Linked DNA regions of Sus scrofa: regions 2, 3, 4 and 5 are each linked to region 1. A link is a contact called in public Hi-C and HiChIP or PLAC-seq data. All regions are on one chromosome and are shown on one strand. The core of a region is the stretch at or near the end of the contact, and the rest is flanking DNA. Distances in the headings are between cores, read along the strand shown.

Region 1 (5,521 bases), core at 2,231-4,730:
AATAATAATACGTTTTAAAACAAAAACTCACTCTGGCTGTTGTATTTACACGTTATCCTGTATGGTGTGAGGCAGGTAATGGGATGGTGTTTTACAGACATCTCTGTCACTGGAAAATGCTAAACCCAGAAGATTAACATTCCTCTTAGGCTTCAGGTAGGATTTTCACATTCATTTGTGCATTGTCTTTAGCTCTTCTGGCATAAACCAAACCCAAAGGGATGAAGTCAGAGTTTTATGTTGTTTTACAGTGCTTTTTACCTTGAATGCTGTCAGTCACCTGAATTATAGTTGGTGGTGGCAGATGTGTAGGTGATAGGCAGGCTGGCCTGGCCAACATGAAGGCTGGAACCATCTGACTGACCTGCCCAATGATGGGTTCGAGGGCTAGGGGACTAAAGACATGACAAAAGGTCAAAATAGTTTCCTCATTCTATACCATGCAAGGAACATGCTTGTGTGAATTACCTTCATCCATCCTTAAGTGCAAGGGAAAGAATGCCTTAGAAACCTGCACATCTGGGGAGTTCTGAGTGCTCTTTCATCACAGAGTAACTATGCTGATGCAGGTATCATAGGCAGACTAGGATACAGCCTGGTTTCAAAGTTTCAGCCTGGTTTATCAATTGGGAGGGAAAGGAGTCTTTGCCACCCCTACCTTCCATACTTCAGAAAACCCAGAACCGGACCCGGAAATCAGGACCTAAGGTTTTCCAAAAATCTCTGGGAAGCCCACAGTAACCTCTGTTTCTGTCATTGGAGAATGCCAGTGCCCACATTCATGCTTGGCAGGTCCAGGAGGATGGACAAAATTGGTTCTAATCCTTACCGTCTCTGCTTTTCAGAAACTCAGCTTCTTCATATGTAAAAGACAAATAATAATAAAACAGAGAATGGCTGGGTATAAAACCCCATGAGGTGAATATGGCAGAAAAATGTGGACTAATTACAAATGCATCTCTCCCTGTGGGTTTACAATACCCTCTGCCAGGTCTCAAGGCCGGGGGGTGGGTAAGGAGGGGTGAGTGTTAGATTTTAAAACCTACCCACTCCCATACCACCGGTACAACCGTGCTCAGCAACCTGCCTACTTTCCTGCATTGTTGCAATAACTAAATGAGATTATGTATGTATAAGCATCTGGAACAGCAGACGTGAGCATCAATCGACTAAAATTTATTGGGCATTTACTATGTGCCAGGCACTGTTCTAGGGACTAGGGGTGTGGCACCAAACAAAACAACCAAAATCCCTGCTCTCACAGACCTTATAGTAGATTTTCTTCCCCCATAAATATCAAGTAGACAAAATAGGTACATGGACACTAAGAATTGATTTCATTTTATTTGTCATATCTTTCCTTCCAGAAAGTATAATTGGGAGGAAAGGAGTGAAAGAAACAGGGGCAGGGAAGGGGTATGCCGATTGTTTCCCCCTCACCCGTCACACACACAAAACCCCAGAACCATTCTTTGCCCTGATACGTGGCCCAGGAGCCCAACCTCTCTGGACTGTGTTACTCAGGCTGCCTTCTTCTCTGGCTTCTCTTTGAATTTGGCCAAAAGGGTGGGATCAGCAAGAGATGGGAGAGTAGGAGAGGTATTTATTAGCCCAGCTTCAGCTCTGACTGGATGTAGGGTCCTCTACACATTTCCTCCTTCGGTTCAGCAGCTTAAAGCTGAGATTAACAACTTCCCCCTACTGCTAGTCCCTGGTGCTTCTCATCCCTTGAGGGTCCCCAGCCCCTTCTCTACCTCAGTATCGAGTCCTTTCATTCAACTCTCCTCGGTTAAAACCTCTGAGTGTGCCATCTGGTTCTTGCCAAGATCCTGCCTGATACAGGGAGAGAAATATACTGAAAAACATTATAAATCAACCTTGCCAAGAAGGTTAAAAAAACTGAGAGAATAAAATATCTTAATCATGAAAACATCTTAAATGGACCTGAGAACATTAGACCAAGTGATGAAAGGATAAACTGTAGAAAACGTGATAAGCTGGAGTGCCAAAGGTTGGTTTCAATGAAAAGACCGTAGTGCTCAGGTTTGCTGGGCTTCTCTAGGCCAAGTGTAGCTTTCTTGACCCTCAGCTTCAAGAGGAGCTAATGGTAGAGCAGCAGCAACAAGCCACATGTGAGCAGAAAGATGTGTCAGGAGGGCGATACAGTAAAATCCAAATGTTGAAGAAGGGATTGCTCACCCTAGATTCTTTCTGCCTTTGCTACAATTACCATCCATTTGCCCCTGACCTGATCTAGATATTAAAAAGGTTACTAAGATAAAGGAAGTACCTCCTTATAGCTGAAATGATGAAAACCACAGAACTGACACTCTGTGAAAGAGCTACCATCACGGGGCACTCCGTGTGCCAGCACTGTGCCACTCTCTTATAGGAATTATCTCATGTAATCCTCACATCAGCCCTTAGAACTTACCTTTTAAGGTAAGTTCTATTATTTCCATTTTATGGATGAAAAAACTGAGGCCCAGAGAAGCAAAGGAATGTCCCTAGGGCACACAGCTACTGGATGGTGTACCTCAGGTCTACCACCAACCTCCACTGGGGTATTTTGGTACCACCTCCCCTATGCCCCCCTCCCCAAGCCTCTTCCATGCACCACTGGGAAAGAGAGAAAGGAAATGGTTACCAAGCCAAAAAAAATCAGGGCGGGGGCACAGAGGAGGGGTTGATGAGGAGGGTCATGGGTCAAAGTTGTCATGATCCAATGACTGTTTATCAAAAGGAGGTTCTGACTAATTCTTTTCCATCCAGCCAGGCTGATAAGTGAAAGGCACATTAATGTGCAGGAAAGGGTGGGAACTGAGCGAGAAGAGAAAACTGGGAGAGGGAGACAGAAGAGAATACTCTCCTCTCAGCAGCCCCTAGAGACTGATGAGAACTCGCACAGATAAAATATTTATTTTCCATATGTTGCAGCAAGCATTGCCATCACTGTATGTGTGCAATATGTGCAAAGACGTGTGAAATCTATACATCAAATGCCACCGATCTAGTTAATTTCCATGTATTTAACATGCTTAATACCTCCCATCTCCTCAATATGTTTTCATGTATATTTCTTTCCCCATACAATATGGTCTGGTAAGGAGAGAGCCAACATCATCCACAACCTTACTCACTGCTATGTTTCAGCCCAAAACGTGTTGCCAGGGCCAGCATGATGAGAGTTAAAAACCAGTAGATCCTGCTGGCTAACTCAGCTGCCCTGTCACCTTAAAACACCTCCCTAGTTTGTGAAGCAGCCTTTTTCTCATAACAGAAAGGTTTGCAGTGGGGAGATGAAAATGTTTTTGTTCTCTTTGGACAATTGGGAGATAGTCAGAAGGTCAGAACTGACCGTTGAAAGGCAGGTGCCTACGGCCACACTTTTTCTTTTTCTTTTTTTTTTTTTTTTGAATGCAGAGCTCCACCAGTGTGGCGGGAGGAAGTGCACAATGATTGGTCTGTTTCTCTGTGGAAGTGTTCAGGGTACACCCAGTTTTGCTTTGCATATATTTACGAAACATCTGCCCTTTTCTTGTTCTTAAATCCTTCCCCCTCACCAGCCCCCTTTCCCCTTTCTCCCAGTTTCTTTCTTTGTTGTCGTTGGCTCGTCTAACTTTTTCATTGGAGCTTTCATTTTCCGGTTGAGGGGCGACTTCATCAGAGTGTATAATTTTAACATTGAGGGAGAGAGGTTGGGAGGGAGAGAGGGTGAGAGAGAGAGAGATTGAGAAGAAGAGAGAGAGAAACTGAAAAGAAAGAAAGAGGCTAAGCGGCCAGAGCTTGGCAAACCAACCTTTGGCATGGTGACCAGGAGGAAGGTTCTGGTCTGGTGAGGAGTTCGCCTGACAAGCTGCCTGGAGTCATCCGGTGTGCTGCTGCCCTCTAAAGGCTCCAGGGGATAATGCACAGCCACCGGGGCTGGGAGAGACTTGCCCTCAGATGTGCCATGTTTATATAATTCTTTTACACAACCAAAGAAGGTTATTTGCAACTAATTACTACATGAGTTACTTTTTCCTCCTTAATAAACTACGAACTGCAAAAATAGGGTCAAAACGACATCTGTGCATGTCTAGACTTAGATTGTTGTTGTCTTAGTGTTTCCCAGCTCTGGAAAAAGGGAGTCTAGAATTATTGGAGAAGAGTGAGGTGGGAAAGGAATTGTTTCTAAGGAGAGTGAGTGGATCTCTGTTATCTGTGCAGGAGTATAAGTGAATGACACTAGGCAAACAGAGGGGTGAGGCCAAAGGGTTGAGGCTTCAGTATTTTCTACACATAGAAGTGGTTGCAATGCCTCTATGCTATGTTCTCCAGAGGTGACCCTTGAGACAACAAACAGGAGGGTATGGTGCCCGACTCATGTAGGAAGCAGAATCAAATCTATGGAGGGAAGCAAGGCCATTGATAAAAAGAACAATGCAACTTTTGCAAAGTTAAAAGAGCAATGTTGGTGAGTTGGCCATGTACTCTTGTTTGAAAGAGACATTCCTTAATTCCCTGAAACACACAGCTGAAGGCTTTGTCCATGAGCATCTTAAATATTTTTTCTAAGTGATATCTGTCACTAGTGTTTCATCCTGATATTTAAATGACTCATGAGGACCAGCCTAGCTTTAGTGAGCAAAATGGTCCTACTCTGATCAGATGCCCTTCATGGGTTCAGAGGAAAAACAGCCAATCAAGGTAGATTTCACTGCTGCATAAGGAGTAGGAGACTTAATTGGGATTCAGACTATAGCTATTCTCGAAATAAACTTTCATTTCAACTCAATTTCATTCCATCAACAAACCTATATTGAATGACAGCTTTGTCTAAGCTACTCTGCTTAACAGTATACATTAGACCGCAAGTCTGGGAGGGCAGAAACCAGCTTGTTTTATTTCCTAGCTCATGCTGGCACATCATAGACACATTATAAGTATTTGTGAAATGAATACATGAATAAATGAGTAGGGGGAGGGAAGGAGGAAGGAACAAATGGATGAACATGGGGAATTCAAAAATAGCTACGACATTTTTTTACCCTCAGAGAGTTTACAGTCTCATAGGGAATAAGCACATAAATAACCATTATTGAAACAAAATTTTAATGAGTAAAATAAGAGAAGTACAGAGTGCTTGGAGATTTCAGAGAAAATTGAGAACGAGCTAGAGAAGTCCTATATGGTAGAGAGGAATCGAGATAATTACAAGATGAGATGGAGACAATATTTAATAAGTATAAAGGAAAGATATGATTTCAGCTATTAGAGTTTTTAAAAAGTCATTCAAAGCGAGGGAAATAACCTGAGTAAAGATACAGAGCCAAAGATATAGATCTCCCAGGATGTTCTGGGAATACTCAAGGTATGTGAAAGGCTAAGATATGGGACATGGGAGCTAAGGGAGAGCAGGTAGGGAATTCACCTTAGGCCAGGCTACCGCAGTCACCTCAGGTTTAATGAAAGCAAAGCTAGAAAAGTCAAGGGGGGAGTTCCCATTGTGGCCCAGCAGGTTAAGGACCTGACATTGTTT
Region 2 (5,521 bases), core at 1,515-4,014, 240 kb before region 1:
ATAGATCACAGCTGCAGCTTGGATCTGGCATTGTTGTAGCTGTGGCATAAGCTGGCAGCTGCAGCTCCAATTCGACCCCTGGCCTAGGAACTTCCATATGCTGCAAGTGCAGCCCTAAAAAGCAAAAAAAAATTAAATAAAATTTAAAAATAAATAATTAAAAATAGCAACCTATAGTTAACAGCCTCCCCCCAAATGAGTAATAAAACAGCCAATATGGGCTCTAGAGTCAATAAAAAGAAAAGGAGAAATAAAGGAAAAATAATAGTTGAGGTAATTTTTACCACTCTTGAAGTGGTGGGTTTTGTTGGTAAAGAATCTCCTAGTTACCCACTTAGTTGAAATTCTGGACTGGGATCACTAAGGCATAAATTTAAGTAATTCAGTTATCTGTCAACTACAAACAATTAAAACATGTGGGTGGCATTGGGGGGAGAGAAAGATCATTATATAAATACTAGTATTGCCATTTTATTTAATTTATTTATTTATTTTTGTCTTGTTGGCTTTTCTAGGGCCACTCCTGCGGCATATGGAGATTCCCAGGCTAGGGGTCTAATTGGTGCTGTAGGCACTGGCCTACGCCAGAGCCACAGCAAAGAGGGATCCGAGCCGCATCTGCAACCTACACCACAGCTCATGGCATCGCCGGATTCTTAACCCACTGAGTAAGGCCAGGGATCGAACCCGCAACTTCATGGTTCCTAGTTGGATTCGTTAACCACTGCGCAACAATGGAACTCCGCCATTTTAAATAGAATATTATTTTACTCAATCCTGGCAAAATTTAGTTATGCAAAGAGTCAGTATATTTGTAAAGGTAAACAGCAAGTCTAGTAAGTAGTATAGTAAGAAAACTCTGAATTATAATCTCCAAAGTGAGTTATTTCATAAAGTGTAGAAGAAAATAATTCTGCCAGTTATCAGTATACTGCCTCTCACAATCAAATCTATCCTTCCTTGTCTGCTCTACAAAAATATATCAGGGTTCTTTAAATATTTTTCCTTTCCTAGCTGTATGAGGTTGCTTTGTTGGCAGAGGATTCAGAGAGACATAATAGGAGGAAGAGGTTTTCCTTCCTGGCTCCCCTATACTTTTTTGGTAGCCTCTTGCAGTGTGCATGGTTTCTCCAGCCTGGCTTCTGCATCACACACAGCTGCCTTGGGGCCAACAGCTAAAGCACAGGTAGCTTCTCCAGTGCCCAAAAGCCAGCTGCTACATCCAGCACCCACCACACACACACAAGCACACATACACACACTGAGTGGTTTACATAGTAGTATGCCTCAGATGAGACAGCCTCCCTGTGAACAGCTTCCCTTGCACGCTAGAGTACAGATTTCTGGAAAGTTTTGCTGACACAGCTCTATAGCAATGTCTCTGCTATTCATTCATTCATTCCTTGGCTACATCTTGTCCAACAAGGGCTGGATCCCAGTCTGGAGTTGTAGGGGACTCTTCCTTGGGCACCCTCCATCAGCCTCAGAAGTTGAGGTTGCTCCTTATATTTGCTTATTCTTATATACCTTACAATTCTTTTTACTTCTTACTAGTTACTCCCTTGTTGCTCCAATCCCCTGTTCTAGTTAGTACTTCTTTATATTAAACTTTCCGTGTTCAAATTGCTGTGTGATTTCTCACTCCTGATGGACCCTGACCTATATATGACCAAAAAGTATTAAAATAATCTGTATTGTTTGCAAATGGGGGGAAGTAAATATTCTAAGCCATCTCTTTATGGAATGGATTAGAATTAGTATGACATGCCTTATCCAGGCCTGGCTATTAAATGAACAGAATTTTGAGAATTTGATACTGGATTTAAAGGTGACATAAGACTATGATGCTATCTATATACCATTTGTAATTATACATGTGGTTTTCAGAACCCAATTTTAAAGTACTTACTTAATTTTACTTGAGTTTTTTTTTAATGTAAACTACACTAAAGCAAATTGTAAAAGTCTGGACTTCAAAGGTAACTTGCTAGTCTTGAAAAGATGTTGCAAAATAAAAACACTATAAGGTGAATTTGTAGGTTATTAATACTAGGGGAATAAAGATAACATTCTTTTTTGAGAACTCATAGCAATAGAGGTAGTTATTGCTATTATCCCTATTTTACAAATAGAAAAATAGAGGTTCAGTAAGGTTAAGGAACTGACCTAACATGGTATTTGCAGTATGTTTCAGAGCCAGAATTTGAACTTAGGTCTTCCTGTGAGCCCTGGCTGTAAACCATTGCTCTCTGCTTCCAGAACGTTACCACAAAAGTAAATAGCAAGCTACCTGGGTAAACAAACACAGAACACTTATGTGATTTTGATCAAAGATCCAGAAAAAAGAAACTCTAATGTATCTCTAGAATGTACAGCACACCCTGAGATATTTCTGAGACAATGTATTATTCTTATCTAACAAGATATGGACAAACTGGGTGAACACTGGTGATCAAATCCCCAGAACCAAAGTGAGAACAGTGTATCAAAAAAAAGCTCAGAAGCCTTAATTCAGAGCTGAATTGAAGGCAGATGAAATATTAACAGCAGTTCTAGCAGCACAAAATGAAATATGAGATCCTGTATCAGAAATTATTAGTAACCTGTTAAAAGAAATGCTGAAAAATGGCAGTTACCAAATTAAAACTGGGAAACAGAGCCCAAATGGGAAATTTCAAAAAGTTTGGAGGAAAATAAATGACAGATTGTCCTCTTGGCTCTTATTACTATGCCATCCTAAATCCTACTTGGCAATACATGGTGGAGGTGAAATAACTGCATCACTGCCAGTGCTGGTCCTCAGATTTGTAGTCCTAAGTGTCTGTGAGGGTGTCTGGGATTGATTGGAAAAGTAGTTGGAATTTAGTAGCTTTATCTAAATTGAAGAATCTGGAGACTCTTATTATGAAAGGCTTCCTCTCATTTGTGAATTGGCCCCTTTGCTCCACTTTTGGATGCCTGGCTTCCTCCATGCCGAGCTGCACTAAATGTTTCTACATGGGAAAGCTATTCTCCTTAAGTGCTTTCAAATTTAAAGCATCTATCTGGATATGTTCATGTTTATGACTCAAAATATCTAGCATCACAAAAAGAGGGAAAGGTTAGAAATACCAAATACTGGGTAGTAAATGAAGGCGATATTTTTCCATCGGTAACTGAGTGCAAAGAAATGACTATAAGCAGAGTTGTTGAGCAGTTGGTGCCAGAGAGAAAAAGGAAATGAGCTATAGAACCATAGAATCTTAGTGTTGGCAGAGACTATGGAGTTCATGCAGTCCAACCCTATCATTTTTCAATGAAGAGACTGAGACATGGGGAGTTAAGGGACTTGACTTGCCCTAGACACATAGTTGTTTACTGACAGTCAGGCCAAAAACATTTCCCAACTCCCAGTCTGGAACTCTGTAGTTCAGCATGCTGCTGCCATTCTCTACTGAAAATTAACACTAACCCAGCCTGGAACAAAGAAGAATTCAGCATCTGTGGGGAGCAAGAAAAGTGATAAATTTTGAGATAGAAATCAGGCTGGGGAAAGGATAGGGGGAAGGCATGATTCTTTTTCCTTGTGACTCATTGGCCAAATTTGTGCAAGGCGTTTTGTGCCAGTTTACTCCCCCATGTCTTCCCACAAAAAATAATAGGATCCTTTAGTTGTAATTCCCCAGGGTTCGTATTTATGCATTCAGATTTGATTTGCTTAGAGAATTTTCCCATGTACAGGTTATCTTGATTGGTTTGTGGGTGGCATTGCTATTGATTCCCATTATTTATGTGAGCCTGACTTTTTTCTCTGCACTGATATGTGCTCCAAAGTCCTTGTAGGGAGAATCTTCTCCAAGGGAAACCCTAACTGAGGATCAGATGTAAATTTAAGATGCGAAAATTATCTTCTGTTAACCTTTTTATTCCATTAGCCTCATAGAGAAGTTGAGCCATATGGAGGCCTTATAATCAGGTGTTAGGCAAAATATTTTTCTTTATTTGGAAGCATAGGATAATTTGAAGATAACCAGTAGCAAAGAAGATACAATAAAAAATGTCCCAATAGGACTCCCTGTGAAATAGCAACATGGGTCTTTTAGACAAGTCGAATATTTTTTAGAGTAGAGCAACCGGAAATGAGAGAATCAGACAGTATGATGAAAACTACAGATGGGATGCTTTGCATGAAAAGTGATTATGTACAAGAAAGGGCTCAGAGCAGGTAGGCGTGGAGTTGGAAAGGAGTGGGTAACTGAAATAAAAGAAGATAATGCTTGACCAGGTCTAGTAAAATATTCCCTGCCATAACCACTGTTCCATGAACAGATTGAGCCAAGAGGCCTGAATAAACTAACCTTAAGTTCAGCTTTGCCGTTATTGTGGGAGGCATCAGGGGGAGCACATCCGGATTTGTGTTACACAGTAATCACTGCTGGGTGTCAGCATTCATCAGCCAGATGGTCAGACCCACAATTAATCAATTAGGCTGGGATGATCAACTGGACTAAGTTTTCCCCTTTGGTAAAAAACCCTCATCATGTGGTCAAGGCCGATAGCACTTTTATCCTGTTGCTTCTGGAGAGGCTTCTAAAAATTCCTCTTTTCTTTTTTAGGCCTCTAGTTACTGAATGCTATTAAGCTCCAAGTTGCTTTGACAATGTAGATACCCTAAATCAAGATTTTAACATAATAGATTTTTAACATCCTCTATGTTCAAGTATAATGTTTAACATATCCAGACAGAAATAAACTTTTTAAAGCAATATTCTCTGAGGAATGTTATTCAACTGATTTTACTAGCATCTTCATATTGGTTCCACTCTGTATGAATGGAACCATATGCCAGTGGAAGGACACTGGCAATGATTCTTTTGCTAGACACTTGGGAAGATGATATGATAATCAAATAAAAATAAAAGCACTTTATTGCAGTTCCTGTTGTGGCTCAGTGGAAAGGAACCTGCTAATATTCATGAGGATGCGGGTTCGATCCCTGGCCTCACTCAGTGAGTTAAGGATCTGGTGTTGCTTTGAGCTATGGTGTAGGTCATAGATGCAGCTTGGATCTGACATTGCTGTGGCTGTGGCGTAGGCCAGCAGCTGCAGCTCCAGTTTAGCCCCTAGCCTAAGGCCCTTAAATTTTTTTTAAATAAATAAAAAATAAAGTAAAGTAAAAGCACTTTATTGAGTGCTCACCCTGTGACAGATACTGCTGTGGTAAGGATTGGCAGACTTTGATTCAATCCTTCTGGTAATTCAAGGTGATAATATTCCATTTCACAGAGAAGGAAACTGATGCTAAAAAGTTCATTTACTCAAGAATAATCATTTATCAAAGATGTGTTGAGACAATTTAATAAGCTGTGGAATGGACACTAAAATTTATATTCTTTACACATCTTACACATCTGTGTATCTTTAAGGAGTAACAATTGGGAATACATGGTGGGTCCTTATTACCTCTCTTCAAAGCACTATAAAGAAATCTTCTACTAGTATTTCCCCGCTTTGGTGATGATATTCTCTTTTTCCTGCAGTT
Region 3 (5,521 bases), core at 2,126-4,625, 210 kb before region 1:
TCATAGATGTGCAGACTTTCTGCAGGATAAATTCTCAGAAGTAAAATTGTTGGTCAAAGGATTACGTGTATCTTAAATTTTGAGAAATTTTGCCAAATGGATCTTGACAGGGGTTGTATTACTGAGTACTCCCATTGGCAATATATGAAAGTGCCTTTTTACTCCCAGCCTCAATAAAATAGGTTTTTTTTTTAACTTTGATTTTTTTTTCCAATTGTGTAGGTAAAAGATGATATCTCACTGAGTTTTCAATTTGCCTTTTCCTTGTTAGGAGTAATACTAAGCATCTTTTGATATGTTTAATAATTTGGGTGTTTAAGTTTTTTATTAGGCGTCTGTTCATTTCGCCTTTTCTTTTGATTGGGCTCATGGTCTTTTCCTTATTGACTTCTTGCTATTTATACATTAATTACATAATCTTTTTTTCTGTATAAGTTGGAAAGTATTTTTCCCAATTTGTCCTTCTTTTTAATTACTTTGCTAATGGTATGTGTGTGTATATATGTGTGCGTGTGTGTGTGTTTTAAGGCTGCACCTGCGGCATATGGAAGTTCCCAGGCTAGGGATCAAATTGGAGCCGTAGCTGCTGGCCTATGCCACAGCTACAGCAACATGGGATCCGAGCCACAACTGCAACCCACACCACAGCTCACAGCAACACTGGATCCTTTAACCCACTGAGCAAGGCCAGTGATTGATTGAACCCATGTCCTCATGGATACTAGTCGGGTTTGTTACTGCTGAGCTACAACAGGAACCCCATGTGTATATTTTTGCCATACATAAGTTTACTTTTAATATAATCAGATTTACCAATATTTTCTATCATGGTTTCTAGATATTGAGTCAGATAGATAGCCCTTTCCATGTCAAGATTACAAAAGGATTTGCTCATGTTTTCTTTTAGTACTTTGGTAGTTTAGATTTTTATATTGAAAAATAAAATGTATTGAATGAGGTTTTTAATCCAGAAGATATTTTCAGGTTAAAGGAGGATCTGAGGAAAGGAAAGCCATGATGTTCCCAGAGCTTAATAAGCTGTGGCTGACCAGATGCATTTGCAGAGTATAGTAGATCTCATTCCTTTCCGCCAGCAGGATGCAATACATTGCAATAAAGAGGAAAAATCTGGATTTTAAAATTAAAATTAAGAATTACCATGTTTAGGGAGTTCCCATTGTGGCTCAGCGGGTTAAGTACCCGATTTAGTCTCCATGAGGATGTGGGCTTGATCCCTGGCCTTGCTCAGTGACTTAATGATCTGATGTAACTGCAAGCTGTGGCATAGCTTACAGATGCAGCTCAGATCAGTGTACCATAACTGTGGTGTAGGCCTCAGCTGCAGCTCCAATTCAGCCCTTAGCCTGAGAACTTCCATATGCTGCAGGTGTGACCATAAAATGAAAAACAAAAACAAAAAAAGAATAACCATGTTTAACCTTTGAGGATGTTCACCTTTCCTCTTTCTATATTATTGTTTGTTTTTGTTTGGTTGGTTGGTTGGTTTTTGTTTCTGTTGGAAGACCATGTGCTAGCAAAGAGGCCGCAAGCTAATGACATTCATTATTGGTTCAAATTCTAGTATCCTATGCAATTCAGCACTAAAATCTTATTAATTTTGAAATACAAACTGGTATAAAATAGTGCATAGGAGTCAGAACCCCTGAATTTGTCTACTGTACTTAGAGAATCTTTCTTTGCCATGATTTCCATCTGTATTCAGTGGAAAAATAAGGTTGTTATTTCAGAAACAGTTAAAAAGCAAATACGTACATTTTTGGAATGCTTTGAATTTTGTAAAAAATTAGTTCATGAAGTTATTAGCTGATGATATTTTCAAATCAGCTAATATGGCATATGATTTTTTGGAGGGAGGCTTTACGTAGAAAGCTTGATTTTCCCCACACTCCAGTTAATATTTGCTCACCTTCTTCTACATTTTGCTTTCATTTTCAAAAGGGGTCTTTTAAAAAGTATCTGTTTTAGGTACTGGGGTTATAACAGTAAACAAAACAGATGAATACAAAAAAAAAAAATCCTTGTCTTCAAAGGGCTGATATTTGGAGTTCTCTCAGAAAACAAATATGCCATAAAATATAAAGCAGACTTTTTGGATAAAGTCTGTAAATGTAATAGAGAGCAAGAGAGGGGAGGGGAATAGGAAGTGCTAGGAAAGGAGTGTATCTTTGATAACTAGAATCAAAGAATCATACACATTTAGCAGTGAACTTTAAAGGATATGTAAGGGTATCTGAGAACTCCAAATACACTGAAATGACTTTCTGGATCATAGAAAGAACCAGAATGAAACATATACAAGTAACCAATCATGTATGAACATATTGGCTCTATTCAAAGTCAAATAGCAACTTATGTCAAACTTTTCTACAAACAGCTCACATGTGTTTAAGATACTCACCTCTTTCATCTAAGCCAGACTTACCATCAGCTTTTAGGCAACTCTACAGAACTTGTTATTGAGAATGAAGAACCAATGTCAGTGTGATTAGGAGCTGGTGAGATTCTTGTTTAAGTCATGTGATATGATTAATCTTAATAGATGAAGCCAGATAATCTTAGCTGGAGTAAGACTCATTCATTAGATGTGAGGACCTTTTCCTTACCCCTAAATGTAGCATCTCTTCTATGGAACCCAAAGCTTCAGAGTCTGTAATGTATTACAGTACTCTACTGCAATTATAATGCTTCTAAACTGTTTACTGAACTTTCTTCATACTTGGATTACTGACAGGGTGATGTTCTTTGGTTAGCACTCAAGTTCTCCTGTGATCTAACCCAAATTTGCATAAAATTTTCCTATTTTATTTCTTGATATTCCCTTTTACAAACTAAATGACTTGCTTTTTCCAATGCATGATAATCTCTTTTTTTTATGCAGTTTACACTGCTTGAAATGATTTCCCTTCCCTTTCTATACTTTGAAATCTCATCTATCCTTTAACAGTTTAATGGATTCTCCATCTGGAATCTCCTTCTTTAGTCATTTCTTCAAGTCATTACTCATTTTACCTAGCTAGAAATCTATTCTTTATTTCTCTGTCTATCTATTGATTATCTATTTATCCATCATCTATATACCCATTCCCTAAGGTACTTGGTATTTATTATATACTGAATAAGTGGATGAATGGTAAAATGGGAGGATAACAGACATTATATGGGGATATGAACAACCAATAAAGTAAAAGTGGTCTTGAGTAGATTCTATAGTCTGCTTTTGACAAAATATTAAATCCAATGTAAATGTGCCTTGTTTGACTTGGTCTAGAACCTGGGAGGCTGTCTGGTGGCATCCCAGGCTGCTGTCATATGTGAGATAATCTGGAACAAGCTTTCCTTTTAGAATTTAATACTTCTAGCTGATGTGTCCAAGCTACCTCATCAGGGTGTAGACTATGCTGACCTCTCTTACTTGATACCCATTGGTATGCTGAGGTTGGATCTTGTTTCCTACCTGAGCTCTAAAGATAAGAAAGCTAATACTTTTAATAGGGCTGTTGTGCCTCTGATTAGTTGAATCTGATGCTTTCAAAATCGCTGCTTTTCCCCTGGTGTGGGCAGCACATGATTTATTTTTAAATGCCATTCTTTCAGAATATTTTCCACAAGTAAAGGGTATGCTGAGAGAAAAAAAAAATTAAGGCATTGATTTAAAAATAAGTCCTGGTACCTCAGGAAAACGCAAGCACCAAGATGCAGTGGTTGTTAGAAGTGAATTGTGAGAGCATATAGCTTGGTCTCAGTAACATGACACACTCATATCTGATGAGACTAGAGGGAGAAAATAGCACTTCAGGCCCAGAGACAGGTTTAGTTATGAGTTGAAGGTGAAGTCAGTACTATTTAAAGTTTCATTTTATTTATAGAACTCACTAGTAAGTGTAGGGTTTCCAAGAAGGTAGAAGACGTGGCTTCTGATCCAGCACCCTTTCAAAATAATAAATATGATGAAGCTAATGCAAGTATTATTAATACATATATACTGAAACTTATAGCTGAATATACAGAGTAAGTAGGGTACTAATGAATTTACCTAATTGGAAATCTCATATAAAGGAAAATTTCTAACTATTCTATACAATGTATGGGACAGTGCCTCAGGGAAAGTATTGTTGTTGCCTAGAAATTCCATTGGACCTCATAACTAGACCAAGGAAAAGAAGGAAATCATCTCTGAAAACCACTGGAGTAGATTCAGGAATTACTAGACCAAGGAGGCTGACGAGAGGGAGATAAGAGTATCTAGAAAATGTTGCTAAAACAGTCTGTTCCCCCGTAACACTCATAGACCCAACCCCTACCTGAATCCCTGCCTTACATCAAGTCTTCTTCTCAATCTGTTAGGAACCTTCTTTCTATGATATTATAATGCAATTGCTCTGTGATTTGATAATAGAAGTTAAGCCTATACATTTTCATAATCACCTTCTCTAGAATACATCCATTATGCAAAGGAAGGAAACTTGTATGGCAATAATGATGATGTTTTATTTTAGGTGTACTAAGCTTTCGCTTATATTATCTCATTTGGTCCTCACAATAAACCTCTGAGGTAGGTGCTATCAATTTTAGAGGTGAGGAAAAGGGAGTCCTAGAAAAATTTCATAACATTTTATTTAGAGTTTCTCTGTCTCTTTCTCTCCCTCTCTCTCTCTCACACACACACAGAGTAATAGAAAGATGATAGATTAAAAAAAAAAAAAAAGCTTGGTGTATGGTTTGCACTCCTGAGTAAGGGTCACATAAACCTAATCTGGAAAATGATATTAAGGGAGGTTTGAAATCAGTCTGATTTAGATTTGAGTCTTCATCTGCCTTTTACTAGATTCATAACATTTGGCAAGTTTTTCAACATTCCCAAGTCTGAGTTTTTTCATCTACAAAATAGGAATAACAACAACACAGCAATAGAAGTATTTTGAGAATTAAATAAAAATAGTATAGGTAACCTGCCTAACTCATAGAAAGCAATCAATGGAAGTTAGCCATAACACAGATAACGATTATAACTATCAACTTATTTTCATTAACAGTGGCAACAAAGGTGGCAGATGCTTAAATTTATTGAAAGGAGGATAAAGTACTTTAAAAATGTACAGTAAGAATAATGCTCGGGTATCTGCATGGAAAAAAGTGTTAATACTCTTTTTCAGAAAATGATCCTCAATAAAGGATTAAATGGTATAATCACCAGATCAATTTCCTTAAAAAAAAAAAACACCAAGTATATCACCTCTCTGTATTCTTCCTTCAACTTCCTTAGCTTTTGAAGATGTTCTAAAGCCAAGTACTTTGCAAAGAAGCGTTTCTGTGTGTTCAGAAAATCAGAGCATTTGAGGCTTCTAAAAATAATTTCAGTGCAAATATTATAATAATTGTGGGGCATCTTGAGGCCCCCTCTGCTCCAACTCCATGGAGATCATAAGGTGGCATGGGGATCATGCTTTCAGGGAGCAATACCAGAAGAAAGAAGACCTATAAATTTTTAAGAAGTGTCACA
Region 4 (5,521 bases), core at 2,032-4,531, 190 kb before region 1:
GGCAGGCTGAGGCAAAAGGAATGACATCTTGATGAAGCTCAGCTTTCCCAGAGGCCTGAGAAGGATGGCAACACAGCTAGAGCCAGAATATTCTCACTGGACCTTTTAGATCAAATTTTCAAATATCTACATTTTTCAGATTAAAATGTTTGCCAGTAAACTAGAGAGAAAAGTCTTCTGAAGGGAGTGGAAATGACTTTAGTTCTTTAGTGGTTACGAGTATCAGGACTTCAGATTAAGACAAAATACCTTCAAACCTCTGCTACTTACAGATTTATGGTAAGGTATTTAAGTTTCTCTAAGTTTTAGTTTCCACATGTGAAAAAAAAATGAATAATATACACACCATAGAGCAGTTGTAAAGATTGTATTACACATGTGTAAATCGCGTAACCCATATAGCGCCTGGCAAATGATTATTAACAATAAAATTTTTATTCAGCAAGGACAGTTATCCATTTCTATAACATTCTCTAGTCACCCAGACCAAGCTCTGCTTAATTTTACATCATCGCTTTCTGGCTGGTCCTTCACGTTCCAACCTCTGTTCCAGCCTTGGCCTGCTTCCTCAGACGTTGTGAGCATCTGTCTTCCTGCTTTAAAACGTCATGCTTCCATGTTCTTTAAGAGGCAAACCTAGAATCATTTATACATTCAGTGCCAAAAATCGACAAAATTTTAAGTCATTAAAAATACATGACTTTTAGGAAATAATATTCATGTTCTTGCATTCTGAAGTATTCTTCATGTTTTATAACATTGATCCTGAGGCCACTCATGTCAGGTGAACAAGACTAGGTATTGTTATTTGTACCCTCCTCCCAGGAGGTTACAATGACTCACTAGATGTCACTCAACAATCCCAAATGAAGAATCCAGAGAGACCGTCTTGAATTCTTGATCTGAAACCTGCCAGGATATCCGTTTACTATGCAAAAGTCATCCTGGGGAGGGTGATCCTAAGTGTTAGTTTTAGATGATAATATTACCTTTGACCACACACTTAAAATGTCTTCTGGTTTTGAATTGGGCCTCTGGTTACCCACAGAATACAGGGAAAAGGCCATGTCAATTTCCTTCTCAACAGTTAAAACAGTCCTTGTCACCAAAACTATCATATGTTAGATCACATGTCTGTGTCTGTGACATAGTCAGGCCTTGGCTTCTCAGGATCTACTCATTACAAGTGAGTTTATGTGCCTTGAAACATATGGCCTTGATATATGATCCCAGAGCAAAAGAGCAAGGTATTTCAAGCTGGCCACAATTTTATTGACTCTTACAGGCTTGCTTTGTAGTCATTCCAATAAACTAGATGAGAAATTTCTGATGCTCCAAGCTACCCAGTCCCTAGGACTCCATTTCATGATTCAGAGTCCAACTAAACAACTCGAGTGCTTTTGTGTGACACTGTGACCACAGGGATAAATAATTGCTTAGTAATTCTCTTTGAGGCAGAAAATTCTAAACATGGAGAAACCATTTCCCCTTAATGGGAGCCAGAAATCCTGTAAGTGCTTGAAATGGCATTCACAAGTCTGAATGGTAAACAGATAAAAACAGGAGCGCACCAGTTGCACAAATGACTTGCTTGTCACAAACTTGTCATTGCAGTCATCTAACATTTCTTTCACAGAGCCCGATGGAAAGTATGGAACAAACAGGCCCTGCTGACGTTTTGGCTCTGCTAAGCCTTCCTCCGAGCTAAAGCATCTGCAGCATCTTCCTGTTCTAGACCCTTTATCTGCTGAAGTTAGCTGATACTGTACATGTCAAAGAAATGTTTGACTATTGCATTAACAAGTTGATGACAAGCAAGTTATTCCTGAAACTGAAATGCTGCTGCTTTTAGCAGGCTCCCATTTTGACCTTCATCTTAGTATATAGAAGAACCCTAACAGAGCAGAGCCCTGGGGACCTACCAGTATTGTTGCCCCAGGCTTGTACAAATGAGCAAGGACCATCTGTCTAGGACTGAGGTGCAGCAGTATAGTGAACACATTACTAGGCAGTTCCGTCAAGTTTATGGATGAGGTTTTCTGGTAAAACATAAATGTTATAAGCACTTTGGACTCTCCTAAGGATTCCTTTTGTGGGGATAAAATAGGCTGCATAGAAACTCATTTCCTCCCACACCCCCTCCACCTTAGACACACACATGCACATACACAGGTCTGTATATACTTCAAAAAATGTTAATACAGAACTATCCACCCAAGCCCCACTCCTGTATTTTTCTTTCCCCAGTTTCAGTTACCTACAGTCAACTGCCATCCAAAAATATTAAATGGAAATAAACAATTCATTATCTTTAAATTGTGTGCCGTCCTGAGTAGTATGCTGAAATCTCACACTATCCCACCCAGGATGTAAATCCTCCTTTTGTCCAGGGCATCCCACCAGCTAGTCACCTGGTAGGCAACTTGGTTATCAGATCAACTGAGATGGTACCAGAGTGCTTATGTTCAAGTCACCTTATTTTATGTAATAATGGTCCCAAAGCACAAGAGTAGTGATGCTGCAAATTGGATCTGCCAAAGAGAAGCTGTGAAGTGTTCCCCTTAATTGAAAAGGTGAAAGTTCTCAACTTACTAAGGAAAAAAAAATCATATGCTGAGATTGCTAAGATCTATGGCAAGAATGAATCTTCTATCTGTGAAATTGTGAAGGAAAAAGGAATTCATTCTCGTTTTGCTGTCATACCTCAAACTGCAATAGCTATGGCCACAGTGCAGGATAAGTGCTTAGTTAAGATGCAAAAGTAATTAAATTTGTACAAAAAGAATTTTTTTGAGACAGAGACAGAGAGACCACATTTATATAATTTTTATTACAATGTAATATTATAATTGTTCTTTTTTATTATTAGTTGTTAATATCTTAGGATACCTAATTTATAAATTAAATTTTATCATAGCTATGTGTATATAGCAAAAAACATATGTATTTGGGATTTGTTATAGTGACTTGGAGCTTTAAGCATCCGCTGGGGGTCTTGGAACCTACCCACCTCAGATAAGGGGAACTACTGTAGCTAGAAGAGTTCATGAAAATGGTATACGTTTGACACAGTTGTTGCCAATTCTTGGATTTCCCCTTATCAGTAGCCTCTCCTCACCTCCTGCTCATTGGGCATAACAGCTGGAGCTATCTAAACCTAATCAGAGCCATGCTCTTATGACCATTAGCCGCCTCACAGAAACATGTGACAGCCCTTTCTAAGATACTACCAGTTCATCTCCAGCCTCAGCAGCCAGTAGGGAGTGCTCATACACTGTACAACTTCAGACTTTTGCCTTTCTGTTTAGGAGCCCTCCCCTTCCTGGGGGACCCACCCTTTGTGTTCCCTGTGTGTGAGTCTGGTGGGTCCCAGGCTTATCAGCACCCAGACCAGAGCTGGCACCTGTAACTGGAGCCTTGCCTATTGCCTGCCAGTATTCGGCCTCTGCTGGTGCTTTAGGCATATCAGCACTTGGAACAATGGAGCTTTCGCCCCAAAGACTGGCCTTTTCATAAAGCTGAGCTTCTCTTATTCACCAAAATGTCAGGTGCCCTACATTTTTTTCAGATGCTTCGTTCAAAGTACATTGATAGTGTCTTATCTGGTTTAAATATTGACAGAAAAACTTGCATTCTCAGACTTAATTTCTGGCTTGTGCCCCCAGGTACTTTCATTTTTAAAAGACTTGTGTAAAAATGATTATCGTTATTCAGCCATAGGACCCAAATTTCTTGTGAAAGTAATGATGGAGCTTAACTTTCTTTTAGATTTGACAAATTGACCACAGTACTATCTCCCAGATGAAATGTTTTACTCCCATCCCAAGTATCTCAGCCTGTAATCTATACCCCAGCTTTGTTACCATTGAAGACAGGTGGGAAGTGTGTGTGAAGAGGGTCCCTTGTTTTGCACAGTTAAGAATAATGCCCCTAGAAAAGAAAGTGAAGGTAGGTTGAGGGTGCACTTATCTCTTCCATGGAAGAAAACATGTAAATGAACCATTTGAATTTTAAATGGAATTTTAGTGACTTTTCCTTCCTTCTTAAACTTCCTAATATGATTTCTGTAATGATTTTCTGTTTTCTTTCTTAATAGAACTTAAATGGCAAAGAAATGATAGGCTATTTTTGATTTAGGAAAAAAATGAAAATCTTTTTTATGGGAACTTTCTTTTTAAATCCTTTAGGGAATAGATAATGGCGACAACAAAAAAAGTTTTCCTTTTCAGGGGGCTAGATGATTAGTGTATGTGCTTTTAATATGTATTTACTTACTTAGTTGATTGTCTGTTTATTTTAAGAAAACAAGAAAGGAAGGAAGAAATGAAAAACTCTAGTGCCAGAGTAATTTTTTTTATATTTATAGAATCGTAGGGCTGGAAAGGAGCTCGATGAAAGGGTTATGACTTTGCATCATTCCCGCTTTAAAGATGTGGATGCTGAGACCCAAAGATGTTTTATAACATGAACAAAGGTACACAACAGGGTTGTTGCAGAGCCAGGCCTAAATTGAGGTCTGACTTTCAATTCAAGCAATACTCACTCAGAAATTACATTACTTTTTAAGACTTTCTTTGAAACAAAGATAGTTTTACTTGAATAACTTACACACCGATGTGCTTAAATCTAATAGAACATTTGCTTTTGGGAAAACAGAGTCTGCGCATTGCCTGAGTCAACTCAAGAATGCACATTTGAACAGTTTGGAGGCATTTCTTCCCAAGCTGTATTTTACCTGAGTCGTATAAGGACCCATTATAATTTCAGTTATCTCTTTTCTCTTATAAGATTTCAAAGAAACACTTTCTCCATTTCCACTTTGGTGCCTGAAAACATGTATTTTTAAATGGGTCTGTTTCTTTAATAAGTATTCATTTAGGTAGGTCATACTCTAATGTTGTTGGAAATAAAAAAAATCTTTTATCAGTTGAAAGAAATCTGTTTTTTATTCCCACTTTTCCCCATGTTTTAGTCGGTCTTTGTAATCTTCAGTTTCAACAAAACGCTAAGTTAAAACATCAATGCTTTTGTTGTTTTGGTTCTTTTAGTTTAACATGAGGGAAAATTTTAAAATGCCTTTACCTTTTTGCAGCTATGATAATTATATACTCTATTTTTTATTTATGCAAAACTTATTTTTGAGGGTTTTCTTTTTGTTTCATTTCTCTATTTTTGCATTTTCCAAACATCTGTACCATGGCTGGTGGTGAGAGAGCAGGGGCTGGCACTTTTCCTCCACATTTTGAGAGAAAGAGAATTGGCTGGAATAAAACCTTGCTTTCCATATGGTTGACTTGAAATCCAGCATTAAAAAGGTATCGTCTCTTTTTCTTTTCTGAAACCAGCGGTGAAGCCCAGAAACAAATGACAATATCAATGCCAAAGCACCTGTTGATTCACATCAAAAAAGTCCTTGGTAGTGCTTCCCCCACGCCATCAGTTGAAAAACCTTAATGGATGAATGGTCTTTGTGCACTGGTAGCATCATATCAACAATACATGCTGCTGGTCATTCATTTAA
Region 5 (5,521 bases), core at 831-3,330, 150 kb before region 1:
CCCCTGAAGTGAGTTACTGCCAACCATGTGTGATCCAGAGTAATACTTTCTGTTCCTGTGTTTCTTTAGCTATAAAATGGATCTAATATTTGATTGCTTATACCACAATTTATATTGAGCGTCAGATAGAACTATGTATATGGCAGCATTTTGAAAACTTTACAGTGCTATGCAGATATCTAGCATTATATCTAATATATCACCAGAAGTGGTGGCAAATCAGCGTAATTAAATGGGTGATTCAGACCAAAACTTATTTCACCAAAAATGCCAAATAACTGGAACAGAAGTAAACTTTGGTTCTCAAGTTGTATGAATAATGCTTCAAACTAAAGTTTTGTTTTATGGCATTGATATATTTTGGCCACAAACTGTCAATATAATTGTGACTTTCCAAAATTATAATCTTCCAAAGCTAAGAGAGAAAAACTTAAAATTGGAAAGAGGCTGGACACTTATACATTAAAAATGACAGGATGAAAAAGAAGGAGGATTGTGCTTTTTCCAAATGTCAAAATTTAAAATGCTAATAAAATCCAATAAACAGGATATTTACCATGGCTACCACAACTAGCAAAGGTTAGCATGAACAAGGACTGGAAACCATCAAAGTTACTGAGAGATGATAGTCAATGAGAATGCCAACCCTGGGTGAGTTTTAATAGCAGTGGCATGTGCTCAAGCCATGAGCTGCTTCTTTCAGAGACTGAACCCAACTATAATCATTACTTATAAGAGATTTTTTAATGGATATATTATTTCATTACTGTGCTTTTTATTTTTTCATAGCAGAAGTTACTTTTGACTCACAGTGAGAAAACTATTCTTATATGATTTAACTCCAACAGTTTGAGTAAGATGACAGAGTGCTCAGACACAAACAGGGCTTGTCTCTACACATCTTAGACAGAGAGAAGAATATTCAAACATGTGTATCTTGCACTTAATTTAAACTGCGTGGTTGGTTACCGATCTCTTTGGCAATTCAGTATAAAGTTTTATTACTGTGAAATAGAATAGGGTAGGGATTTATGTCACACAAAAATGAATTTCCATGGATGGGAACACACATGAAATAATTTAGGTAAGCAGTATGTCAAATGAAAATTTAAGATGTTAGAGCTGGTGGTGCAAAGGGAGGAAGCAAAAAGGAGGTTTGTGTAATAGATGATAAATATATCACCAGGGAAGGAAAAAAGGACCACAGTTGCTATAGGAAGTTATTATTAATGTTGAAGAATTGTAGAAAACGTTGAAGAATGAATTTTAAGACCACGAAATCAAAGCAACTGATTAGATGAGGGGGAAGTCTCATTTGAATGTCAATAGAAAATAGAACACTTAAAATCAGTACAAGCTCTTACAATTATACCCAGGAAGGAATGAAAGCCACAGGCCTAGAGTTTCTGTAGGCTTAGACATTAGGGACATTTTTTAAACTTTTTTTTTCTGCAGAGGCTATGGAAGGAACAGCAGTGAGCAAAAAAGCTCCTGTCACTTCCGCAAAAATCCTTTCCATTGATTCAATTTTATTTCAAAGTAGTTCCCAGTTTAACAAAATAGTTCACTCTCAGAGTGGTTCTCTGCTGGTTTATAGAGTAGCTCGGGTATGATGGAAGGGTATGAAAATTTTCTCTTTGTCATTCTGTACCTCTTGCCCTTTTTATGTTTGTGTGAAGAAATTCATAATAGTAAGTCTCTGACATTGTGTTAAAAGTCCCATTTTTAATCTGCCTTCATTTCTCTAATCCTCAAACTTAGGCTAAAAATCTCAAAAAGACTGCAAATACACCATAGGAGTTATCATTTAATTAGCTAATTTGGATGAGGGACAGAGAAGAGTCAGAGTTTAATGTGTCTAACTTGATGTCATCTACCAAGAGAGGGAGCACAGGAAGAGGAAGAAGAGATTTGCCAAGAAAGGACAAGTTATGCTTTTGTTTGGGGGCTTGTTGTATTCCAGCTTGCTGCAAGATTTTAGATTGTCTTAAAATGTCCAAGACACCATAGACAATACAGATCTGAAGCTCCAGAGAAAGTGCTGGGCTGGAGATATTAGGGAGTTATTTGTGAGGAAGTGGTCGGTAAAACCATGAGACCGGATGAGATGACTCAAGGACAAGTTGTGAGGGAAAAAACCAGAGCAGAATACTAAGAAATTCTCATACTTCAAGAGTGGACAAGAAAGAGAGCCAAAGAAAAAATGAGAGAGGACAGTCAGAGACAGAGAATGAGAAAATCCTGCCAGTATTGAGGAAACCAAGGGTGAAGTGTATCAGGGAGGGGCTGTGGTGAGGTCAGCTAAAAATAAAACAGAAAATGTCCAAGGAATTTGACTCAAAAGAGGGCAATACTAACACTGAAGTAAGGCACCAGAAGTGCAATGATCTACCTGAGATAATAGTTTTAGCTGTAATTTCGTAAGTGGTAGGGCTAGTGTAAGGCAATGCAAAGCATTTTTTTTTTTTAATCCCTCAGTTCTCATATTTCTCGGTTTATCTCGTCGCTAATCTCCTTTTTGGTATTTTTTTTAAACTTTTTCAAAGTACTTAATTTGTACTTTATTCAGGGAGCATGATTATCAGGAAGACAGTACACGAAATATAATGAAAGACTACAGTTGTCACAATATAACATTTCCACTCCAAAAAAACTCCTCATCCCTACCTTTCACCTAAATAGGACAGGGAAAAAGCTAGGATTTTTTTTTTTTAACTCAAAATATCACCTTCTATAATTTCCAAACTAGCCATGTGCTATTGAACATTTATTCAACTAGCTGGAGTTCTATGGAGGATGAGAAAGTGAATAAAACATATATTACCCTCGAAGATCTTATGCATCAGTAAAGAATCCATTGTAAGATGAAAACATGTTAAACAGAAGAAATAAAAAGTCTTGGAGAGTGAGCTGAGCTCTGGTTTAGAGGACTTCTTAGTTAAGGTAATATTAGTTTCTATAATATATAAACCTCCAAACCTCAGTGGCTTAATGTAAAGGCTTATCTTTTGCTTATGTAAAAGACTGGTCAGGAATCCAGGTTGGCCAAAGCTCTGTTGCCTTCAGCACATAGCTTCCAAGGTCACCTTGGGTGTGACATCCAGCCAGAAGACTGGTGAAGGGACAGAGCAAAAATTGCAAAGGAACCCTTGTTGGTGAGCCCTGGAGCAGGACACATGACTTCTGCCAACATCCCACTGGCCAGAATTTGGTCACAAGACTGTAGCTGTCTGCAGGGAGGGCTGGGAAATGGCACTTGACTATGTGCTAAGCAGAAAAGTAAAGGGTTTTTGGAATAATTAGCAAGTGAGTACCTAGGGGTCAGGGAGGGTCTCTGGTGTAGGAGTTGGACTTACAGACAACAGAGGAGTCCATGAAAGTGTGCTGCCAAAGGGGAAAGGGAGGGTTTGAAGGAAGTATCAATTTCAATCTCCCCCCACTCATGTGTCAGAGCCACAATGTTGGTTGGGACATGTTACCTCTCAAGACAATCTCCTTAACATTGCTCTCTCATCAGAGAAAATCAGTCTATTTCTGAAAGAAAAAAAAAAAAAATCTGCAATGCAGAATAATTTACTTCACTGGATGCTGAACCTTAAAGCAGAGAAGGATCACAGCCTTTTTCCTTCAAATATCATTTCAAAGGTGAGGAAGAGGAGCCCAGGAAGGCCAAAACCTCTGGATCTCACCCAGTGAGGCAGCTGTCAAACCAGGATGGAACCCAGGCTTCCATTCTATTGCTCTTTCTGTAAGAGAAGCCCAAGTTTTAGCGGGGGGGTGGGGGTGGGGGGAGTTAAATTCCACTCACCATAATTCTGTAGAAATAACCATGGAGCTTCATCATAAATTGTTTCTGTCATCACATTTTAAATTCTACTGCCAAACTAAAGGAAGTCAGCTAATGCTGATGTAAAATCTTCTCTGTGGTAATCAGTACAATCCATATTTATTCCTTATGGAAAAAAATCTTGTTTCTTATTCCAAAGACCAGTGCATATATCCTCTTCTTCATATGTCTCATGTAGACATTTAACAGTCCACATATACAGAGCAAGGGTAGGGGAAATTAACACCTTTACCATTATCCTCTTACCTAAATTTTAAAAGAAAGAGGGATCAAAAGGTGAGTGATGAGTGAATTGTATGACGGTAATTGAGTTTATGTTGCTTTCATTGCTAGAAAATTTTAATTGGCATGGATGCTTAAATGTATATCAAAATGCATGTCACAGCTTTTGTACAAAAATAAATTTGACTTTGGAACATATTTTCTCAAGTGAGAATGATAAATTATCTCAGAAGTTGTGATTCTTTACTTTTGAAAATCATAGGGTCAGTTCTTTAATTAAAAGGTAAAGAAAAGTACTCAATGTCCATGTGGTCAAATCACTGACATCGGGATAATCTAGTAATAAAAAAAAAAAAAAAATCTTGAAGAGACAGATACATTCTATCTTCAGAATAATTGGCCTAAGAATGACTTCTTTCATAGTCTTATACGATCCACTTCTCGAAGTCTTCCATCTCAGTGCAAGAAAATGAAAATGACAGTGGATACAACAAAGAATTTGTTCTAAATATACTCATATCAGTTTCAATCATGGGACTTTATTATTTTTTCTATTAAATAATAGGTCTTTTATATGCAGACATTCTCTTTTCCAAAACAACTTACATGAGTATATGGTCAACCTCTGGTATAGGAAATGTAGGTATAGATATAGATAGACATATAGAGGTAAAGAGAGATATAAAATACTAAATTGAAATTACTGGTAAATATGTATTGCTAAGTGGTACAAGCTCTGTTTATCCCCAGTGGTCTTTTCCATATGTTCTCACAGAGGCAGATTAGACAACTACTTTTTATATCCCTGAGATTATGGTAAGGTATTGCAAAGACCATCATATAATGAAATACAACTTAACATTTATAAAAGCCAGATCTGAGAAAGTCTGTTAATAGGAGTGTAAAGGCCTGGGTGTATCTGGATTGTGAGTACATGATGACAATGCTCCCAAACCTGTATATCAAAGCGCTCCCTTCTCACGGCAGCTCTGCGAAGTAAGCTGGGGATTGTCCTATCCACCCAATGTTCTGGCCAACAAGAGAGGCTTACTAATAAACCAATGCTGGGTTGAATTGTAGAACCAGAATTACTCTACTTCCCGTGTAAGAAGTGCCCTCCAATCAGATTTTTGGACCTGCCATCTAGTGGCCACTGCAGTAACAAGACGATGGTAACATTTTCATCTTCCTTTGAACCAGAGTTTAAATGTAGCTTATCTGTGGATAAATATGGAGGCACCTCACCCATTCCCATAGTCCCCTCTTCCTCCATTAGAAGACATACAGCCATTTTCATAGAGCAGCTTCTTCAATCAGAACATTTGCTATGTTCACAGGAAAAAACAGATTTTTTTTTTTTTCATACAAAATGATACACTTCCCTCCTGGAATTTAAAAAAAAAGAAGAAGAAGAAAAGAAAGAAAGGGAGTCTTCCATTATTGAGAAGAGAT

The links. A called contact is a pair of places that touch in the nucleus more often than the background predicts. HiChIP or PLAC-seq counts read pairs in DNA pulled down with a chosen protein or histone mark.
Region 2: a Hi-C map of subcutaneous adipose tissue shows a contact between it and region 1, with 3 times the contacts expected there. The contact joins two enhancer-like sites. A contact is called at or near these places in 11 of 47 Hi-C or Micro-C datasets (embryonic fibroblasts, fetal heart ventricle, heart right ventricle and 5 more) and 1 of 2 datasets of contacts at active chromatin or transcription factors (skeletal muscle).
Region 3: a contact with region 1 is called in an H3K27ac HiChIP or PLAC-seq map of skeletal muscle. The contact joins two enhancer-like sites. A contact is called at or near these places in 2 of 47 Hi-C or Micro-C datasets (embryonic fibroblasts and skeletal muscle) and 1 of 2 datasets of contacts at active chromatin or transcription factors (skeletal muscle).
Region 4: a Hi-C map of liver shows a contact between it and region 1, with 6 times the contacts expected there. The contact joins two enhancer-like sites. A contact is called at or near these places in 6 of 47 Hi-C or Micro-C datasets (embryonic fibroblasts, epiblast stem cells, liver and 1 more) and 1 of 2 datasets of contacts at active chromatin or transcription factors (skeletal muscle).
Region 5: a Hi-C map of skeletal muscle shows a contact between it and region 1, with 4 times the contacts expected there. The contact joins two enhancer-like sites. A contact is called at or near these places in 2 of 47 Hi-C or Micro-C datasets (embryonic fibroblasts and skeletal muscle) and 1 of 2 datasets of contacts at active chromatin or transcription factors (skeletal muscle).

What each region holds. Positions count from the first base shown.
Region 1 is chr13:145,592,806-145,598,326 of Sscrofa11.1, forward strand. All of the region lies in intron 6 of ZBTB20 (zinc finger and BTB domain-containing protein 20), which reads left to right. Among named protein-coding and RNA genes, the nearest start is that of DRD3, 170 kb to the right of the region's middle. Within about 2 kb of position 3,481, at least 47 of the 83 cell types and tissues checked have an H3K27ac peak or open chromatin away from gene starts, as enhancers often do. A contact at or near this core is called in liver, skeletal muscle and subcutaneous adipose tissue, where this site is marked.
Region 2 is chr13:145,358,322-145,363,842 of Sscrofa11.1, forward strand. All of the region lies in intron 4 of ZBTB20 (zinc finger and BTB domain-containing protein 20), which reads left to right. Among named protein-coding and RNA genes, the nearest start is that of DRD3, 410 kb to the right of the region's middle. Within about 2 kb of position 2,765, at least 17 of the 83 cell types and tissues checked have an H3K27ac peak or open chromatin away from gene starts, as enhancers often do. A contact at or near this core is called in liver and subcutaneous adipose tissue, where this site is marked.
Region 3 is chr13:145,384,191-145,389,711 of Sscrofa11.1, forward strand. All of the region lies in intron 4 of ZBTB20 (zinc finger and BTB domain-containing protein 20), which reads left to right. Among named protein-coding and RNA genes, the nearest start is that of DRD3, 380 kb to the right of the region's middle. Within about 2 kb of position 3,376, at least 4 of the 83 cell types and tissues checked have an H3K27ac peak or open chromatin away from gene starts, as enhancers often do. A contact at or near this core is called in skeletal muscle, where this site is marked.
Region 4 is chr13:145,402,615-145,408,135 of Sscrofa11.1, forward strand. The region is part of intron 4 of ZBTB20 (zinc finger and BTB domain-containing protein 20); the gene reads left to right. Among named protein-coding and RNA genes, the nearest start is that of DRD3, 360 kb to the right of the region's middle. Within about 2 kb of position 3,282, at least 13 of the 83 cell types and tissues checked have an H3K27ac peak or open chromatin away from gene starts, as enhancers often do. A contact at or near this core is called in liver, where this site is marked.
Region 5 is chr13:145,448,656-145,454,176 of Sscrofa11.1, forward strand. The region is part of intron 4 of ZBTB20 (zinc finger and BTB domain-containing protein 20); the gene reads left to right. Among named protein-coding and RNA genes, the nearest start is that of DRD3, 320 kb to the right of the region's middle. Within about 2 kb of position 2,081, at least 15 of the 83 cell types and tissues checked have an H3K27ac peak or open chromatin away from gene starts, as enhancers often do. A contact at or near this core is called in skeletal muscle, where this site is marked.